Regions from separate parts of the Mus musculus genome. Here region 1 is linked to region 2. A link is a contact called in public promoter capture Hi-C data. All regions are on one chromosome and are shown on one strand. Each heading gives the region's core, a stretch centred on a gene start, on an enhancer-like site or on the middle of the called end of the contact. The rest is flanking DNA. Distances are from core to core; before and after follow the strand shown. Region 1 holds the start of Htra1 (HtrA serine peptidase 1). Region 2 holds the start of Btbd16 (BTB (POZ) domain containing 16).

Region 1 (3,645 bases), core at 876-3,375, 160 kb after region 2:
CCCTAGTCCCTATTTTTCTTTTCTCCAAACCCTGTTTCTTTCTGTCTGGCATCCCTCCCCTCCCCACACTGCTTAACCATCTTGCCTTCAAGTTTGCAACAGGTTAGGGCCAGATGGGACCAGAGACTACAGCACACACTCATGTGCATAAACACACACACACACACACACACACACACACACACACACACACACACACACACACACACTCCTGAAGTATGTACAGATCATTTGCCTGTAAATTTGATTCCAAATTCTAGGCTCCAATTCCTCCACATGGCCTTGGCTTTTGCAGCCTGTCCACATAGAACTATGTCCCTCCTCCTAAGACACACACACACACACACACACACACACACACACTCACACTCTTTCTCCCTGTCCCTTCATGGACTCAGATTTTATTACAAACTGGCCCTGGTACACCTTCTCTGCTTTGTACTTCCTAACAGCCTTTCTGCTTGAAGTCTGTCTGCCTCTGCTCAGCTCCTCTCTCTAACAGGAGTTCTCCTCCTCCTCCTCTCCCCATAGGTTTGTGTGACCCGAGGAATTGCTTGCGGGATATGAGTTCCATAAAAGAGAATTCCGGAGAGAAGAGTATCTGCAAAGGCTGATGGATCAGAGCTTACCAGGGAAGCGGTAGATCAGGTGCTGAGCTATCAGGCAGCCAGAAAGCAGATTTGTTTCAGGTGGAACTAGGGTCCCCATGCATGGCATAGAACCAGAAGGAACACAAGCGCCAGGAGAGCCGGGGTCACAGCACTAATATGAAATATAATGTGGCAAGGGGGGTACCATGGTGAACCCATGTCAAGGTGTGCCTCTGAGAAATTATGCCATGCAACAGAACTGGTATAAAAGGGAGTTTACTGGCAGAAGGGAAGAGGAGAGAGCACAGGGGACAGAGGAGGACCAGTAGACATCTATGTTTCTGTAGTCTGAGGATTCCAGCCAGACACAAAAGTACTTCTCATATCAGAGACTGTGTGTGTGTGCATGTGCATATGCGTGGGTGTGTGTCTCTCTTACCCCTCTCTTACCCCTTGATGTGTGGGACTTGGACGAAGTTGAGGCTTACCTCGGGGACTGCTTTGAGGGGAGTTGTTTTAAGGAATTCTGCACAAGGGAACAACCCGGATGTAGATTAGCGCCCTATCAGCGACTCCTCCTTGAGTCAGGGTCAGCAGCACTCTGCCCACCACCCTGGGGTGTGTTATGGCGAGGTGCATGGGGAACTCAGGTGGGGACAGCACATACTTTAATTCTCTCATCTTCCAATACAAGATTTATGTGTTCTGTGTTGGCCAGGCACAGAGATCTGCCTCCGGGGTGACAGTTGCTCTTCCTGATGATTCTTAGACTCATCTCGGTCCCAAACGTCACTTAAATCCTCATGTGAGAGCTCAAAATAAAACATCTTGTTTTGGGACACCTTGATTTGCCCGAGCGCTGGGACTGCAGGCGCGGGCTGGGCGCTTCTGTGTGGTAACAACGCATTCCCTAACAGCTCAGGGTGAAAAAGTACAAACTGTACAAAGCCCGGTGGCCACGGCATGCTCCCGGTGGCCCTCCAAGTACCAAACCCAGATACCCGAGGCGTGCTATGGCATGCACTCCACCGAAAGCAACTTTAAAAGAGAAGCGTTAGGAAGGTTTACACTGTCATTCGCCAATGCTTTTTGCTTCTCTCACTTGAAACTAGGTCTGGGCACTGGGTTTCTGCCAGTCCTGCTGACGCTGCCTTCCCACGGCGGCGTCAAGTTCACAGCCACAGTCCCCCAAGCTGGGCACCGGTCCATTGCAGCTGTGGCCGGGGTCGATGTGACCGCCCTCCGCACTGGACGACCTGGGAACTTTCCAGGCGATTGCGCAGTGCTAGGCAGGTTTCCCTCTGTTAAGTGCCACTTTGGTCTTAAGGTCTTCAATCTCTGAGGAAAAAGAATCCTAGAATGAGAAACTGAGCCAGCCGGAGGGTGGAGTCGCGGCCCGCCCCGCCTCGTCCCCGCAGGCAGTCCCCGATCGGCCCCCCTCCCGGGAGCGGTGCCCGTCCCCCTGGCGCTTCGTCACCGCCGCTAGGCCAATGGGCTTAACCGTACGGCCGCGCACACTCGCACCCGCTGTCCCCAAGACCCCGACACACCGTCCCGAGCGCGGTTTTTCGGCTGTGGTCCAGCCCGTGGCCGTCGGAGTCGTCATGCAGTCCCTGCGTACCACGCTCCTGTCTTTGCTACTGCTGCTGCTAGCGGCTCCTTCCTTGGCGTTGCCGTCGGGGACCGGCCGCTCGGCCCCAGCTGCCACCGTCTGTCCCGAGCACTGCGATCCCACCCGCTGCGCCCCGCCGCCCACGGACTGCGAGGGTGGCCGCGTCCGCGACGCGTGCGGCTGCTGCGAGGTGTGCGGCGCGCTCGAGGGTGCAGCGTGCGGCCTGCAGGAGGGTCCCTGCGGCGAGGGGCTGCAATGCGTAGTGCCCTTCGGGGTGCCGGCCTCGGCCACAGTACGACGGCGCGCACAGGCCGGCCTGTGCGTGTGTGCCAGCAGCGAGCCGGTGTGTGGTAGCGACGCCAAGACCTACACCAACCTGTGCCAGCTGCGCGCCGCCAGCCGCCGCTCCGAGAAGCTTCGCCAGCCGCCGGTCATCGTCCTGCAGCGCGGCGCCTGCGGCCAAGGTACCCGCCCCGCCCTGCGCTGCACTCCTGGGTGGCTCCCCACTCTCGCCAACTCAGCCCGACCAGTCAGGACCGTCGGGAGGGGATGCGGAGGTGCAGAGAAGCACTGCGGGGTGTTCTAGGCATCCAGTTAGTGGGAGAGAGAGACGATGGGGCTCGGGGTAGCTGTGTTTCAAAGGCTCCCTCCGGCCCTATTTCTGCGCCAAGCATCGGGTCGTTTCGAGAAACGCCAAGCAGGTGCTTTGCGCGCTTTGGTCCAGCACCCCCTGGCCGGGGTGACTAGGCATCGCGCTGGGGAAAGCCGCGTATCATACCAGGGATCTTGGCAATGTTGAGATACATGGCTTTGGGATCGCAAGAACTCTTGTCGCCTTCCCTTCCTTCTCCCTTTCTGCTGAGTCCTCTCTTCTTGGAACTATCTAAGCAGTGTTTTTCTTATAGAACCTCTTCGTGAAAACTTTCACTTTGGGGAGAGGGAACATCTCTGCTCAACTCAGCAAGCATTTTTCTCACCCCGCCTCCTAAGCAGAAAACGATTTAGTAACTCCGGCCCTCTTCCTCCATTGATTTAAATCAACTTTACAAAAACGCCCACGATTTGGTCCTTTTTTGGTCCTTTGGTCCTTTTGCCTGAGTTCAACCAGGTAGTGGACCGTGAAATTTGAGGTAGAGGAGGGGCCCACTGGGGATGAAGAAAAAAATGCACCCTCTACCCTCTCTCTCCTTGTGGGACCTTTCTGTACCCACAAGAGCTGGACGTGGTGGTGGCGACAGGGTAAAGGGGCTTGGAGAACTGCCCAGCTCCCTGCAGGACCTTCCAGAGAAAAGCTTCGGTTAAATCCAGAGATACCCTGTGGAAAAACAGTAAATTCATACTGGCCACTACAGCGCTGTGGGGACCAGCCAGCTGGGCTCCAGTACATTTGGCTTCAGCTACAGGGCTCCTGCCCAAACCTAGCACCTCCCTCCCCTCCGCCCC
Region 2 (3,912 bases), core at 462-2,961:
TCTGATATTACAGGCTGTTCCACACCAGATATCTGTGCTCTTCTGAGGCATAGTGGGCTACCGTATGATTCTTTTACTTGTTTGCTTGTTCGTTTTAATAGACTGGCCTCAAACTTCCTCTATAACCATGGGTGACCTTGAACTCCTGCCTCAACTTCCCAGTGTTGGGAGTGTAGGTCTGCAGCCCACAACCCGTTCCAAGAAGATTATTTTTCATTTCTTGTGAGATAATTCATCTATCTTTTTTTATGGCCTGGTTGGAGGTTCATTTACTGTTTTGACTGGGCTACACTTCCCTCTCCACAGTCTAGTTGTGTGTGTGTGTGTGTGTGTGTGTGTGTGTGTGTGTGTGTGTGTGTGTTCACTCACATGAACAGCCACCTCTCTGTCTTCATAAGCTGGCTCTATATGGGGAAGTCCTTTGCCAACCACACTCAGTACTCACTGTGGCCTCACAGCACATTTCTGGAAATGTATCTTTGCCTGAGCATGCACACACGGCCTCGCCATCAGAGGAGCTGCTCTGTTCCCTGTAGGAACTTGCTCACCTTCTCCCTCTGGGAGACTAAGCAGGTGCTGTCAGAAGCCAGTCCCTCAGGATCCAGAACACACCAGGTGGGGCAGAAAGCAGCCCCCTGAACATTGGCCTAAGGCTGGCATGGTGGCTCTGCCTCCCACCCTTCTGTTTCCCTCCCATAGGGGTGGGTGGACAACATCGCCAGCAAGTGGATGCCACCAGGTAGAACTTGCAGGGAAAGCAGCTAGACTTCCTGTGACATTGCTTGTGGCCAAGGCCACATGAAGTCCATGCTAACTCCAGCGATTCAAGAAAGTTTCCATTTCTGTGCATTTGACTTTGGCTTACAGCTCAGCTCTGGAGCGATCCATGGCGCAATCTAGCGGGGAGCTGAAGGCTTCTAAACCAAAGGCTTCAGAAAGGGATCAATACAATCAAGGTCAAATGTTGGGCTCAGGGGTGGTAAGGACTGTGGCTCCCTGGGACACTTTCCCAGTGTGGCCAATAGGAGGCGCTCAGGGGTTGTCTTTTAGCCAGTAGCCCCAGTAGTACCAGAAATAGTATCCAGAGGGCAGGTATGATATCAGGAGGGTCAGGTTCTTGTATTTCAAACACCTTAATTCAAATCCTGTGTTAAGCCTCTATTGGAGAGAAAGTTTACATAGGGGAAGTCTGAGGTAAAGGGAAGGGCAGAAGTAACAGGGCAGACCTGTACTTCAGAGCTTTCGCTGAGGCACCTCCTTCCACACACACTATCACGCCATCATCGTGGCACTGGGCTAGGAGGGAAGCGACAGACCAGACTCCAGGTTGGAGAGCAGACAGTGTGTATCTGGTGGTATGGGAAGTGCGGCAAAGGCTCTCCAAGTGTGTGTGTGTAGCTCGCTCCCCTGCAAAGGAACATAGCCCAGTTGCAGGTTTGCACTTTGAGACCCTAATGTCTGTCAGAGGGCTGGCTACACTACCCACCACTTTCTCCCACATCAAGAGACACAGTTATCAATAAGACACATTATCAATAAGGCACAGGAATGGGGGAGGGGATACACACACACAAAAAATATTAATGTAGAATTAATTAAGGCTAATTTTGGACATGGAATTCAAATTACTTTTGTTGCGAAAATATTTTGGCAGCCAGGCATGGTTATGCTAGTGACAAACTGTTTTCTGATAGCCCTGTCACCCCTCAGCAGAAAGCCTGAAGCCTCAAGCTGAGATAACACCAGAACCCGGAACAGGAAGTCCTTAGAATCTGACTGCTGTTGCCATGGTACCCACAACTACCCCCAGGAAGCCAAAGGCAGGCTCCCCCAGCAAAGCATCGCCGTAGGAGAAGGGGTGAGCCCCAGGTGTCATGAGAGCGTTCAAGATTCAGGCTCAGAAGGTGCCCAGCCTCCAACTCTCCCTTGGTTCCGAGACCAGTGCAACCAGCACCCCTCTGCTTCACTCTCAACCTCTGTGACCGTCCCCGTGGGCAGCAGGACTGCAGAACTGTAAGTGGGACTGGTACCTCATCCACAGCCGAGACCAAGGGGTCACCCAGTGATGGGAGCTGTTTGCACATAGCTCCACCAGGGCAAGGAGGCATTTCAGAGGTTCCTGGCTGGGAGCTGAAGGAGGGTCACAGACAGCTTCCTCACCAGAGGACCAAGGGAGCAACAACTAAAGCCCACAGAGGGCACAGCTCCCAGTGAGACAAAAATAAAAATACATTTCAGTGCTACTAAGATACTCCTGGGGTTCAAGGTCAGCCAGGAAGACTCTTGTGTAAAAGAAACAGGAGCTAGAGCCAGGCATGGTGGCGTAGGCCTTTAATCCCAGCACTCGGGAGGCAGAGGCAGGTGGATTTCTGAGTTCGAGGCCAGCCTGGTCTACAAAGTGAGTTCTTCTCTACATAGAGAAACCCTGTCTCAGAAAAAAAGGAAGAAAGGAAAGAAAGAAAGAAAGGAAAGAAAGAAAGAAAGAAAGGAAAGAAAGGAAAGAAAGAAAGAAAGGAAAGAAAGAAAGAAAGAAAGGAAAGAAAGGAAGGAAGGAAGGAAAGAAAGAAAGAAAGAAAGAAAGAAAGAAAGAAAGAAAGAAAGAAAGAAAGAAAGAAAGAAAGAAAGAAAGAAAGAAAGAAAGAAAGAAAAGAAAGAAAGAGGAGCTAGGCAGCCACCTCTGAACTGAAATGACCTTTTTTTCTATGGAGGGCCCTGGCAGGAACATTTCTTCATATGCTGACCAGCTCTGTATGAAGTCTGCCTGGAACCCACTCCTCTCTCCTTAGAAGCTTCTGGGCCACGATGAAGATGCAGAGCTCATATGTGGAAAGTTGGCCAAGGGTTTTAGCTGGAGAGGTGCAGGGTCCCTCTGACTTCTGTGTGAAAAACAGGTCAGAGAAGCAGCTATGATTCCAGCCATGAACAAAAGTATGTGTGTGTGGAGGGGGCAGTGTGTGTGTGTGTGTGTGTGTGTGTGTGTGTGTGTGTGTGTGTGGTGTGTGCTATGTGCTGTGTGGTGTGGTGTGTGTGTGCTATGTGCTGTGTGTGTGTGTGTGAGATGTGCAGTGTGGTGTGTGGTATGTGTGTGTATGTGTGCTGTGTAGTGGTGTGTATGTGTTTTGTGTGCTGTGTAGTGTGGTCGTGTGTGTGTGTGTATGTGTGTGTTGTGTAGTGTGGTGTAGTGTGTATGTGTGTGTGTGTGTGTGTATGTATGTATTTAGTGTGGTGTATTATGTGTATGTGTGTGTGTTTGTGTATTTAGTGTGGTATGTAGTGTGTATGTGTGTGTGTGTTTGTGTATTTAGTGTGGTGTATAGTGTGTATGTGTGTGTCTGTGTGTCTGTGTATTTAGTGTGGTGTGTGTGTATGTATGTTTATGTATTTAGTGTGGTGTGATGTGTGTGTGTGGTATGTGCTGTGTAGTGTGGTATGTAGTGTGTGTGTTTGTGTATTTAGTGTGGTGTGATGTGTGTGTGTGGTGTGTGCTGTATAGTGTGGTATGTAGTGTGTGTTTGTGTATTTAGTGTGGTGTGGTGTGTAGTGTGTGTGTGTGTGTGTGTTTGTGTATTTAGTGTGGTGTGGTGTGTAGTGTGTGTGTGTGTGTTTGTGTATTTAGTGTGGTATGGTGTGTAGTGTGGTGTGTAGTGTATGTGTGTGTGTGTTTGTGTATTTAGTGTGGTGTGTAGTGTAGTATGGTGTGTAGTGTGTGTGTGTGTTTGTGTATTTAGTGTGGTGTGGTGTGTAGTGTGGTGTGTATTGTGTATGTGTGTGCATGTTTGTGTATTTAGTGTGGTGTGTAGTGTGGTGTGTGGTGTGTGTGTGTTTGTGTATTTAGTGTGGTGTGTAGTGTTTGTGTTTTTGTGTGTGTGTGTGTGTGTGTGTGTGTGTGTGTGTGTGTGTATAGTGTGATGT

The links. Promoter capture Hi-C pulls out the DNA fragments that hold promoters and counts their contacts.
Region 1: a contact with region 2 is called in a promoter capture Hi-C map of embryonic stem cells. The contact joins the promoter of Htra1 here to the promoter of Btbd16 in region 2. A contact is called at or near these places in 22 of 39 promoter capture datasets (the 3T3-L1 cell line, Sertoli cells, cranial neural crest and 14 more), 5 of 15 datasets of contacts at CTCF or cohesin (CD8 T cells, embryonic stem cells, large pre-B cells and 2 more), 30 of 484 Hi-C or Micro-C datasets (CD8 T cells, the HL-1 cell line, bone marrow-derived macrophages and 19 more), 16 of 115 datasets of contacts at active chromatin or transcription factors (the NIH/3T3 cell line, bone marrow-derived macrophages, embryonic fibroblasts and 6 more) and 5 of 9 other capture datasets (adipose tissue, embryonic stem cells, liver and 2 more).

The regions. Positions count from the first base shown.
Region 1 is chr7:130,934,078-130,937,722 of GRCm38.p6, forward strand. It overlaps Htra1 (HtrA serine peptidase 1), which reads left to right and starts at 2,126. Exons shown (of 9, transcript NM_019564.3): 1 at 2,126-2,666. The coding sequence starts at 2,195.
Region 2 is chr7:130,772,358-130,776,269 of GRCm38.p6, forward strand. Btbd16 (BTB (POZ) domain containing 16) reads left to right here and starts at 1,712. Exons shown (of 16, transcript NM_001081038.2): 1 at 1,712-2,013.